Regions from separate parts of the Macaca mulatta genome. Here region 2 is linked to region 1. A link is a contact called in public Hi-C data. All regions are on one chromosome and are shown on one strand. The core of a region is the stretch at or near the end of the contact, and the rest is flanking DNA. Distances in the headings are between cores, read along the strand shown.

Region 1 (6,285 bases), core at 3,270-5,769:
GAAGCTGCTGGCCTTTTTGGAAGGAAAGGAAGGGGAAGACACCCTAGTTCTCAGTGTTTGGGACTCTTCTGCAGAAGCGAGGTAGTTAACTCTTCCAAGAACAGAGCAGCATGTTGAAGAAAATTTGGGGGATTGGGATGGGGGTATGTGTGGATTTTTCCTCACAAATCTGCAGGAAACATGTTGAACATAAATTCAAAAATGTTATCCCATTCATGCCTCCCCTAGTTCTGTGAGTCTGGTCGTCTGTCACTCCTCACAGAGAAACTGTTCTTCAGTTCACTCATTCAGGGCAGCCTACTTTATTGCTGCTACTGTAGGAAGTGAGGCGACTCTGCTGCAGATTTCCTCTGTCCCCAGGTGCAGGCCACCTGCAGGCCTGAATGAGCCTTTTTCATCCCCCAGGGCCTCTAATGCCCTGCCATAGCCTCCCTACATTCTCTGTGAAGGGACTACACAGAGTTGGATTTTAGCACACACACATGACCCCTCCCCCTCCCCTGTTCTGGCTTTATGTAGGGGCTGGATGAGTTGGCAAACAGCCCATTTGGTCTGATTCATAAATTTTGTTCCATTTTAGCAAAGCAGAAATATGTTCCAAATGTTGGATCCTAGGAGAATTCAGGATCAACCTTGCACAAATAATTTATTTTTATTGTCTGCATGTGTAAGTCCTGCAGTGACCTACACATTCCATCTTAATTATTCAAAGAGCCATTGAGCATTCCCCCACCCCCAAAAAAGTATGCTTATGCTAGGAAACCTGATTTTGCCACCCAGTGAAAGTATATCCATGCTCTTAGCTGTGAGGAGGAACCTGGGGAAAGGAGAGGCAGAGAAAATGACTTATTCTATGCCTACATTGTTTACCTATCACTTGCTTGGTGGTAGTAACAAGATTCTCACTTAAGATGCCATTAAACACATTTATCAGCCGGGCACGGTGGCTCACGCCTGTAATCCCAGCGCTTTGTGAGGCTGAGGCAGGCAGATCATGAGGTCTGGAGTTCAAGACCAGCCTGACCAACATAGTGAAACCCCATCTCTACCAAAAATACAAAAATTAGCCAGGAGTGGTGGTGCGCACCTGTAATCCCAGCCACTCAGAAGGCTGAGGCAGGAGAAACGCTTGAACCCAGGAGGTGGAGGTTGCAGTGAGCCGAGATCACACCACTGCATTCCAACCTGCACGACAGAGCGAGACTCCGTCACACACACACACACATACTGCACTCCAGCCTGGGCGACAGAGTGAGACTCCGTCACACACACACACACTCCAGCCTGCGTGACAGAGCGAGACTCTGACACACACACCCCCTTTGCAGTGATTTTAATCTAGAAACCTTAATGATTTTCTGCCTTTTCAAGCCCAGCCCAGCCCTCTTCCTCACACACCCGGCAGGTGGCGCTCTTGCATACGTTTTGTTTCTGGTCCAGTTTTTCATTGGCTCACCATTTTTTATTTATAATTTCAGAGTAAGTGTTACCCACTAACAGTTATCTTGAGAATCATAGCTTTGGATGGGTCGTAGCCTCATCCGCATCCATTTTTCATCCTACTGATCTGAAAAAACATTTCAATCATAGTATATAAAGTTGCTCCAGATTTTAGGGTCTGTAAAAAAAAAAAAAAAAAAACCTAAATACTCAGGTGAATGATCACTTAGAGTAATTTATTGATGTTTCAGAGTCTGAAGGGGCAGGTTAGAAGAGAGTGAGTTTACAATCATTTTCTACTGCAGAAAAGCTCATATTTCAAATGTAGTTCATCTCTCTTTGAGAGATACATTTAACACTAAAAATGCAGCTGTAAGCCAGGCATGGTGGTGCACACTTGTAATCCCAGCTACTCAGGAGGCTGAGGTGGGAGGATCGCCCAGGAGTTCATGCCTGTGAAAGACCACTGCACTCCAGCCTGAGTAACACAGCAAGACCCCATCACTAAAAGAAAGGAATTTAAGAACAAAAAAGCAGCCATACTGGAAGTATAGGAAAGGGGCTTTGTAAGAGGCAGGAAAGAAGTCAACTCAGTGTCCAAAGTTTTGTCCTAAAGAGAACAGGAAATTCCCTGGGTGGTTTTGCAACCACTCGGCCCCAAATGTGGTTTCTGTGATCCTGAATTAATTACCTAGTTAGGCAGCTGTGTAGCCCACACCTGAGGGAAAGTTGCCAACCTAACACTTTTTGTTCTAAGACCTAGCTGGTGAGACGTGAGGGACTTGGTAACATAAATGTGGTGATAACCACAGAAGAAGAATTATGAAACTGGCCCAACAAAGCCCAGCTCAATGGAAATGGCCAGCACTTCTTTTTTCCTCCATTTAAAATGAAATAAAAGCAGCTACATTATACATTTTATACTAGCAGGTACTCTGTACACAGCATGTCCCATAATATGTCCACATGTTATCTCCAGAATCCTAATCTGCAAAGTGGGTGTTCTCACAGCTCTTGACTGGGACTCACCCCAGATTTGGACGTTGATTCAAACAGATGTTTCCATTGGTTCTGTATCTGAAATCTTGTTACTAACCTAATAAAAGTGCCTAGGGAAGTGGCTGTTTCACACCGTTTGGTGAGATGTTTGGGGTCATCTCACCAAAGAACAAACCAGACCACAGTTGCCCAGGTATATCAAGGGATCAGTGTAGGGTAGGTGCTAAAAGTGAAACTGGTCCCTCTGAGGTCACCTACTCTTGGCTCTGAGTCCTAGGGTCCAGGACTTGGGTACCCCCACAGCTCTGCACTCATGAGTCTGTGGCTCTCTGTCCATCTGGCCATAGTTCAGAAGCCTGGCTTTCTCCACCCTTATGCTTTGTCAATTTGGTTTAATACATAAAGATGGTTTAGTTCTTGTTTGTCTTTTAAACACCTTCACAGATACCATTTGCACCTTGACAAAGGTGAGAGATGAATAAAGCAGGAATATTACCTTCGTTTTACAAGGAAACCCAAGTACCAAAGAGATGATGTGATTTGCCTAAGACCACATGATTTCTATGGGGCAGGGCCTGAACTCCAGCCCAGCATTCCTGATCCTTACCCTGGACTCTGGCTCCCTGGGCTGTGAGGGGAGTACAGTAGTGGGAAATGCAGGCTACACTCCAGGAACTCGAATCCCTGAGTGGCAGGCCTAGTTCTTTCCCCAGCGGGTCCTGGACCTTCCAGCTTCAGGTCCAAGCTTTTTGGCAACCTGTATGAGCGCGGAGCGAGAAGTGCCCTAGACCAGACTCCAGATCGTTCCTAGTGGGGCTGTCAGCGGCTTTAGCCTCACTGGGCGCTAGGTGGGGGTGTCTGCTCCGTACCCGGACGAAGGCGGGGCGCCCGCTGGCAAAGCGCATTTTCCAGCGCAAGCTGTTGGGGTGTGGGGCTGGCGGGAGAGGGAAAACAGGGGGGGCGCGCCCACCAACAGCGTCTGTGCAGCCCCACCTGGGCCGCGGGTTGGTCTCAGCCGGATCCTGCCGCCCTCATCGAGCTAAGGCTGGGCGCGGCGCCCCTACGGCCGGGGAGAGAAGAGCCGAGAGGACGCAACAGGCCCAGGCTGTGCCGGGCGGGGAGCCTCGGCGGGCAGCTGCGCCCCCAGCCCGAGGGCTGGGGGAGGCCGGGCCGACCAGCAGACGGAAAGGGTGGCGCTAAGTCGCCTTCAAGCCCGCACGGCTCTCCCGGCCTTTCCTCCTGTCCTCAGAGTCAGCTCCCCCGCCCGGGACGTCCCGCGCCACTCCGCGCCTTTGGCCCTGGCTCAAGGTCTTGTGATGTGATTAGCAAAGCCAGCGCCTTGTCCTCAGACACTCAGCCCTGCCCGGCAGGCCCCGGCGCTCAAGCCCTGTTTACTGAGCCTGGGCGGGGAGGGGGCGGAGAAACGAGCCCGGGCTCCACCGGCAAGACTGCCGCGGCGGCCGCCCGCGTGGCCACCACCACCCCCACCCCCACCCCCACCGCGACTCCACGTGCAGTCGGGCTGGAGCTGCCACCGACAGGACGCAGTCCCCGAGCCCCCGCCTCCTGGCCGAAGCACCCTTTGCAAACCCGCCGGGCCGCGCGGATGGTTGCGATATTCTGGCATTTTGCAATTCCCGCGCCCAGCACAAAACCAAAGGTGGGAACTAAAAGCTCCACAGGTCCGCCTCGGCGAACAGGGCAGGGAAAGACACGTCCAGGACTGCAGAATCCCGGCCACGCTAAATGTACCGGGGCTCTCCGACCGCGCAGTGCCAGAAAAGGAAAGCCGTGCCTTCCCGCCGCCACCCGGCGGCACCCACCGGGGCCGAAAGCTACACGCCGCACCGGGCGCCCGGGTCGCTGGCCCCGCCCCGAGGCCTCCCGCCCCCTTCCCCAGAGAAAAAAAATTGGCGGCGGCCAATGGGAGGCCGAGAAGGCGCCTGACGTTCGCGAGCTGGCGGGCGGCGTTGCCTGGAGACTCCGGCGGGGGCCCAGTTCTGTCCCCTCCCCCGGCGCGCCCGCCCCGCCGCAGCCGCACTCCCGGGCTCTATATAGGGCGCGCGCTCGCGGGCTGCAGAGTTCCAGCAGTCCGCGAGCTGCCGTCGGCTCCGCGGGGGGGGCGGGCCGGGCACCCCGGGGCGCGGAGGAGCGCTCCTCGCTTCTCTCCTTCCCCCCTGCCGCACTCCGCCGGACCCTCCCGCCGGCCCGCGCCGCTGCCCTCGCCCTCTCCTCTCGCCCCCCGGCAAACTTTCGGCCCCTCCCCGCCCCTCGCCCGTTATTCGTCGTGGCTCAAGCCCGGCCACGCCACCCCGAGGGCTCCTCCCGACCTCCCGGCCTGTCGCTCCGGCCACTGCGGGATCCAGAAACATGTCGACCACACTTTTGTCCGCGTTCTACGATGTCGACTTCTTGTGCAAGGTACGCCGGGGAGCGGGCCGGGCCGGCAGCAGCCGTTCCAGTTCTTGGACTTTGCCTCTGTCCCCTGGCCCTGGGGGACGCCCCTCCCGCCCTGCCTTTCGGGTCGGGAAAATCCCGGGGTTTGCAAAAGTGTGTGCGAGCGCCCTGGAGGAGGAGGGGGCGGCAGGGAGGGCGCTGGTGTCGCGGTTGAGTTTCTCCGCTGCCGACCGCGGCCACGCTGCCCGGGGCTTCCCGGACGGGATTCGCGCCGCCCACCTCGGCGGCCGGGGCGGAGGATCACGTGTCGAAACCCAGCGCGGCCCGCGGTGGGCGTCCTCCCCTCTCCCGCTCCCTCCAGCAAGATCTTGCTGCTTTTGCGTGTGTATGGGTGGAGGGTGGAGGCCGAGTCGGGATCCGCCAAGAGTGGGGGAAAAAGAGGAAAAGAATCAGGCTGGGAGTTTCTCTGTGGCTCGACCCGAGTCTGCCTTCCCCTTCCGTTTTTCATCCCTTCCACGCTCCCCTTCCTTTGGCAGACGGAGAAATCCCTGGCCAACCTCAACTTGAACAACATGCTGGACAAGAAGGCGGTGGGGACGCCCGTGGCCGCCGCCCCCAGCTCCGGCTTCGCGCCAGGCTTCCTCCGACGGCACTCGGCCAGCAACCTGCACGCACTCGCCCACCCCGCGCCCAGCCCCGGCAGCTGCTCGCCCAAGTTCCCGGGCGCCGCTAACGGCAGCAGCTGTGGCAGCGCGGCGGCCGGCGGCCCGACCTCCTACGGCACCCTTAAGGAGCCGTCGGGGGGCGGCGGCACAGCCCTGCTCAACAAGGAGAACAAATTCCGGGACCGCTCGTTCAGCGAGAACGGCGACCGCAGCCAGCACCTCCTGCACCTGCAGCAGCAGCAGAAGGGGGGCGGCGGCTCACAGATCAACTCCACGCGCTACAAGACCGAGCTGTGCCGGCCCTTCGAGGAGAGCGGCACGTGCAAGTACGGCGAGAAGTGCCAGTTCGCGCATGGCTTCCACGAGCTGCGCAGCCTGACTCGCCACCCGAAGTACAAGACCGAGCTGTGCCGCACCTTCCACACCATCGGCTTCTGTCCCTACGGGCCGCGCTGCCACTTCATCCACAACGCGGACGAGCGGCGGCCCGCGCCGTCGGGGGGCGCCTCCGGGGACCTGCGTGCCTTTGGCACGCGCGACGCGCTGCACCTGGGCTTCCCGCGGGAGCCGCGGCCCAAGCTGCACCACAGCCTCAGCTTCTCGGGCTTCCCGTCGGGCCACCATCAGCCCCCGGGCGGCCTCGAGTCGCCGCTGCTGCTCGACAGCCCCACGTCGCGCACGCCGCCGCCGCCCTCCTGCTCCTCGGCCTCGTCCTGCTCCTCCTCCGCCTCCTCCTGTTCCTCGGCCTCCGCGGCCTCCACGCCCTCGGCCCCGGCATGCTGCG
Region 2 (6,416 bases), core at 1,719-4,218, 210 kb after region 1:
GAGCAACACCCTTTCTTCCGCAAATGGGCTTTGTGCACCCTCCTTTCCCTGCAGAAATAATGCCTGTGGTCGGTTCAGCATTACATCCTCACCGTCTCATGACCAGAAAGGAAATTGTACTGTCTGCTACCAGGCTTGCTTAGAAAAAGTCATGAGGGGAGTTTGAGACCATGCTGGGCAACATAGTGAGACCCCGTCTCTACGAATTTTTTTTTTTTTAAGTTAGCCGGGTGTAGTGGTGCATGCCTGTAGTCCCATCTACACCAGAGGCTGAGGTGGGAGGATTGCTTGAGCCCAGTATTTCAAGGTTGCAGTGAGCCACAATCATGCCACTGCACTCTAGCCTGGGCAACAGAGCAAGACCCTGTCTCAACCTTTTTTTTTTTTTTTTTTTTGAGATGGAGTGTTGCTCTGTCGTCCAGGCTGGAGTGCAGTGGTGCAATCTCAATCTTGGCTCACTGCAACCTCTGGTTCCTGAGTTCCAGTGATTCTCCCACCTCAGCCTCCTGAGTAGCTGGGATTATAGGTGCGCCACCGCACCCAGCTAATTTTTGTATTTTTAGTAGAGACAGAGTTTTGCCAAGTTGGCCAGGCTGGTCTCAAACTCCTGACCTCAGGTGATCCATCATCTTGGCCTCCCAAAGTGCTGGGATCACAGGTGTGAACCACCATGCCCAGCCTTCAACTTTTTTGGAAACAAGGAAAGAAAAGCAAAAGGCCTGAGAAAGAACCCTGATTGGATCCACTTGAATCATGTGCCCAGTTCTGGGCAATTGCGGTGGTCAGAGGTCATTTTCCCAGATTGAGTCCCTTGCCTGCCCCTGTGGCCAGGGGGAGTGGGGCACAGGGCAGACAAATCCAAGAACCTCCTTGGGGTCTCATGTGGCAGAACTGCTAGTTGTTCCCCAAAACAATTTTCCCTTTTCTCTCATAGACCAAAAGGTGTTTACTGAAAGAAAAACTACATTTTCCAGGCTCCCTTGCAGCTAAGGATAGCTACGTGTCTAACAGTTCTGGCCAATGGGATGTAGACAAAAGCATTGTCTGCAACTTCCAGATGGTGTCCTTAAAAGGAGGGAACCTGCCTCTGGGGCCCTCTCTCCCCAGCTTCGTGCAGGCTGGAAGCCTGTGTGATGGAGTGTCATCTTGGATCCTATGGGTGAGGGCAGGACCAGAGGGATGGCACATCAGTAAGTGAGTTAGAAGCAGCACAAGTGCCTGATACTATTTTGATCCCAAACTGTCTATGCCTGGACTGTTACACAAGAGGAAAGAAACAGCGATCTTATTTGAGTCACTCTTATTTTGGATCTCTGTTATATCAGCCAGGTCTATATCCTAATTAATACATCTTGGGACCTTCTCTTGGTACACGTTGCTGTGGGCTGAAACTCTATCTCCTGTGTGAGGACTAATTTTGTTCCCTCCATCCAAATCCAGATAAATTCTGCCTGTAACCAGTCTCCCCTCTGCTGAGAGTGTGGCAAGACACACCACCGGGCCAGATCTGCTCACCCTAACCTGAGAAACTAATTTCATTTTTCCCCCTCTATCCTGACTCCATGTCACTGGTACATTCAAAGCATTTTGCATGTGGGTTAGAGCAGCATTTGCTTCAGTTCAGGAGCTGCTATGGAGTGGAGGTCATGGCCCTGTCATCCGCTGGGGGTCCTGAGTGCTGGAGCCATGGAGAAATGTAAAGGTATCGCTCCCCGCTCCACTGAGTATGGGAGAGTGGTGCTCCTCTCGTTAACGTAAAGACTGGCACAGCAAACAGCCCATCTCCCTGTGAGACAGGGAACTAGAGGCCCAGTTACTGAGGGCTGAGCAATGGAACATTCAAGAAGAACTGCTCTTCTCCTGGTACCTGGGAATGTGCCAGCCCTAGGATCCCACCCAGATCCTCTATGGCCTAAGAGGGGAAAAAGAAAAGGCCAGAGGGCTGGGTGTGGTGGCTCATGCCTGTAATCCTAGCACTTTGGAAGGCCCAGTCAGGAGGATCCCTTAAGCCCAGGAGTTCGAGACTAGCCTGGGCAACATAGGGAGACCCTGTCTGTATTATTTTTAAAACAGTTTTTAAAATATATAATAAAAAAAAGAAAGGGCCAAAGGGCATACGAACACTAGTGCGATAGGTCCTGGGCTCCTGGGATTGGGGAGAGGCAGTGTCTGTGATGTGCTATAGGCCAGTGTAAGAGGCGGGGCACAGAAAGTCATCGAATGGTTCTGTGTCTAACAATGCCCCACCCTCATTCCAAGCTTTTGTAATTAAAGAAGCATAATTGAGTGGAGACCAACTGGGAAAATCCAGAAGGAAACGTTGCCTCGGACCACAAACACCGGCGGAGGCTGGGCTGGGTTCTTCCTTTCTGTGCTGATTGTGTTGAAGAACAATGGCAAGCAGGCCCACGTTTCTCTTAGAGCCTTCCTTGGCTCCCAAGTGGCTGGCTTGAACCCTTCTTCTTTCCTTCAAGCCTCCTCCCTTAGACGGGGGCTCCCTAAGAGCCAAAATGGTGCCTTTATCCTCAGACCGGAGTCAGAAGTCCCAGGGAGTTCCAGGGCCACGGGAGCCCGCAAGCCCACCTGAGCCAGCAGGAAGACAGTGTTCGGTTTCCAGGCTAGTCCTCTGTCCCCACCTCTAACCAAGACAGTTCTCTACACTGGTTTCCCCTGACACCAGCACTGTAGCCAAGGAAGGAGCAGTGACTTTTTGATCCTCCCTCCAGTGAGGTACATTAAGCCCGAGGGACAAATGGGGCTGGTGACACAGTAGCATGGGGGCGAGATGGTGACAGTTGACCCTTCCACACCCATGCCATTATGAGAAACACGCAGCCACTTGTAGCTTGTGAGGTGTAGCCAAGACTGACCATCCATGAGACCTGGGGTCGCCTCCTCTCCCAGGACAGCCCAACTGACTTCCTTCTCTGCTGAAGCTGAGTCCTGATGTGCTGCTTACCCCATCGGCTCTGCCCCTCCCCTCTGCTCTTGCACAACATATGCTGGAGCTTTTGCACCACAGTCAGCACACTCCCCTGTATCTTCAAGCTCTTTTTGGAATGCTGCCTCCTCCTCCAGGCCTTGAACTACCACCTTCAAGCAGAGGCTATTTAATCTCACATTCTCTGCACCTCAGGGCTAAAAGATGTGGAGTTTTGGCCTTATTATTCCTCATTGTCATTTCCAGCACATTACTCCCAACCTCTTATACAACCCTGCACCGCCGACACTCCTGTCTCCTGCTATGCTGCCCTCTGTCCTCTCCCTGTCAGCTCCCAGCCCCCATGCACTGGAAACTCCAGCTCCAGCCTCCTCTTCTCCACTCCACCTCCTGCCAGTATCCTAGACAAATGGAGGGACCTATGTCCACACTCTGACCTCTGGCTTCCTTCACCCTCATCTCAAAGAATTCTGGCCTTAGCTATTCATTTATCCCTGAAAACTTTATGGTCACCAGAAAGCCTCACTCCTTCTGAAATCAGAAATTCTCTCCTTTGACTATATGTCGCCTCCAAGCCCGTCTGCCTCCTGGCCTGGGCACCCTGCCACAGCTCTCTGTTCTCATGGAGATCTCCAGTCCATTGGTACCTTCACTCCTTCTCCATCTGTCAACCCCTCCTGCCTTTACTTCTCTCCTTTCCCACTAAGATTCCGTGGCTCATGAATGAATCAACTGGCAATATTCATGCAACAGAATATGCTAAGCAGGCTAAACACATGAGCCACAGCAACTAAAACAATGTGGATGAATCTTAGCAAGACACAATTAAGCCAAACACTTAAGTCCCATAAGGTTATGTAGAGAATGATACCCTTTTAATGAAGGTGAAGACAGCTAATATGAAAAGATGTCTATAATTTTTGAAAATATAGAGAGATGCAATAAAACCATATAAAAAGGAAAGCAGGGTTGCACCTTGTACACAGATGATGACCACTTTGAGTGGAAAGAGGCAAAGGGATGGGATGTGGAAAGGGAACAATGTGGTGAAACGGGGGTCACTGTCAGAACTTTTGTTTGGGTGGTGGTTTTGCAGGTGCCTATTACATCTTTAAAAATAACAAATTAGGTTGGATGTGGTGGCTCACGCCTGCAATTCCATCACTTTGGGAGGCCCAGGAGGGAGGATTGCTTAAGGCCAGGAGTTTGTGACCAGCCTGGGCAACATAGCAAGACCCTATCTGTGTTTGTCCCTTTTGTATTGCTGTAAAGGAATACCTGAGACCGGGTGATTTATAAAGAAAAGAGGCTTATTTGGCTCACAGCTCTAGAGTCTTTACAAGAATGGCACCAGCATCTGCTCAGCTTCTGCCAAGGCCTCAGGAAGCTTTTACTCATGGAGGAAGTCAAACTGGGGAGCAGGTGTGTCACATGGCAAGAAGGAAAGCAAGAGAGAAGGGAGAAGGTGCCAGGCTCTTCTTAAAAACCAGATCTCACGTGAGCTCATTACCACTCATTACACTCAAAGCCATTCATGTGGGATCTGCACCCTTGACCCAAACACCTCCCATTAGGTCCCACCTCCAGCACTGGGGATCACACATGTCAATGTGCAGTTTGGAGGGTATAAACATTCAAGCTATATCAGAAAAGTATATATATATATTTTGAGACAGAGTCTTGCTCTGTTGCCCAGGCTGGGGTGCAGTGGCATGATCTTGGCTCATTACAACCTCTGCCTCCTGGGATCAAGCGATTCTCGTGCTTCAGCCTCCCAGAAGCTGGCATGTGTCACCATGCCCAGGTAATTTTTTTGTATTTTTAGTAGAGGGGTTTTCCCATGTTGGCCAGGCTGGTCTGGAACTCCTGACCTCAAGTGATCCACCCACCTCGGCCTTCCAATTGGAAATTTGGCTTAATTGTATCTTGCTAGATTCATCCACATTGTTTCATATTGCTGTGGCTCATGTGTTTAGCCCGCTTAGGATATTCTGTTGTGTGAATATCGCCAGTTGATTCATTCATGAGCCACGGAATCTTAGTGGGAAAGGAGAGAAGTAAAGGCAAGAGGGATTGACAGATGGAGAAGGAGTGAAGGTACCGATGGACTGGAGAGCTCCATGAGGACAGAGAGCAGTGGCAGGGCACCCAGGCCAGGAAGCAGACGGGCTTGGAGGTGCTGGGATTACAGGCGTGAGCCACCACGCCCAGCCCCACCCCCAATTTTTTTATTTTTAATTAGCTAGGCATGGTGGTACTTGTCTGTACTCCTAGCTATTCTGGAGGCTGAGGCAGGAGGATCGCTTAAGCCCAGGAGTTCTAGGCTACAGTGAGCCATAGTCACACCACTGCCCTTCAGCCTGGGCAACAGAGCAAGACCCTGTCTCTAAAAATAAAAAGAAACAAATTAATAGCTAATTAAATAAAAGTAAACCATGCATGGGTCAATGATGAGTGTATCAGGGAAGCAATGCTGTGGGTAGATGTAGGCAGTCCAGTAAAATAAAGATTCCATAGGTTATTATTACATTACTCTCTTGCAAATATACTGATCCTTCCTCATTGTCTCACCACAGAATCCACAATCTCCCTGTGTCTGCACCGATCTTTTCTCATTCTTTCAATCACAATGGAAGAAGCATCCTAGTTTCTTCTGTCAAAGAAAAATTCCATGTCTTGTTTCCTGAGTCCCATCTTTTCTCGTCTTCTCAAGGACTTTGTTCCTTTGGTTATCCCCTTGCTCTCTCTCCTCATCAATCTCTCCCTCTCTCATGGATTATTTCCATCAGCACACAAACATGCTCCAGTCTCTCCCATCCGAGAAACAAATTTTTATTAGGACAAATGTTAGGCTGCAGGCCAGGCACAGTGGCTCACGCTCGTAATCCCAGCACTTTGGAAGGCTAAGGCGGGTGGATCACCTGAGGCTTGGAGTTGGAGACCAGCCTGGCAACATGGCAAAACCCCATTTCTACTAAAAATACAAAAATTAGCCGGGCATGGTGGTGCGCGCCTGTAATCCCAGGTACTTGGCATGTTGAGACAGGAGAATCACTTGAGTGGTGGAGGTGAAGGTTGCAGTGAACTGACATTGCACTGCTGCACGTCAGCCTGGGCAACAGAGGGAGACCCTGTCTCAAATAAATAAATAAATAAATAAATAAATAAATAAATAAATAAACAAAAGTTAGGCTGCTGTAACAAAGAGACCCCAAAAGACAGTGTTGCAAACAGGCAGAAGGTTAACTCCTGCAGGAGTCTGGGAAGGCAGACCCAGGGTGATACAATAGCTGCTTCTTTCTGTTGCTCTCCCACCCTTAACTTGAGGTTTCCCTCCAAGGTGGATGCTCCAGCCGCTGACAGCACTTCCACCTTCCAGCCAGATGGAAAGGGATAAAGAGGAAGAAGATATACCTTCTTCCTTTGAAGAGCATGGCCTGGAAGTTGCATACATCATGTCCGCTCACATTCCATT

The links. A called contact is a pair of places that touch in the nucleus more often than the background predicts.
Region 2: a contact with region 1 is called in a Hi-C map of blood, with 4 times the contacts expected there. The contact joins the enhancer-like site here to the promoter of ZFP36L2 in region 1. A contact is called at or near these places in 6 of 14 Hi-C or Micro-C datasets (CD4 T cells, blood, fetal cortex germinal zone and 3 more).

Annotation. Positions count from the first base shown.
Region 1 is chr13:81,603,957-81,610,241 of T2T-MMU8v2.0, forward strand. ZFP36L2 (ZFP36 ring finger protein like 2) reads left to right here and starts at 4,520. Exons shown (of 2, transcript XM_015112244.3): 1 at 4,520-4,860; 2 at 5,373-6,285. The coding sequence starts at 4,810. THADA (THADA armadillo repeat containing) reads left to right here. Exons shown (of 38, transcript XM_077959655.1): 38 at 1-212. The coding sequence ends at 85.
Region 2 is chr13:81,812,528-81,818,943 of T2T-MMU8v2.0, forward strand. No RefSeq gene overlaps it. Among named protein-coding and RNA genes, the nearest start is that of HAAO, 110 kb to the right of the region's middle. Within about 2 kb of position 2,969, at least 8 of the 40 cell types and tissues checked have an H3K27ac peak or open chromatin away from gene starts, as enhancers often do. A contact at or near this core is called in blood, where this site is marked.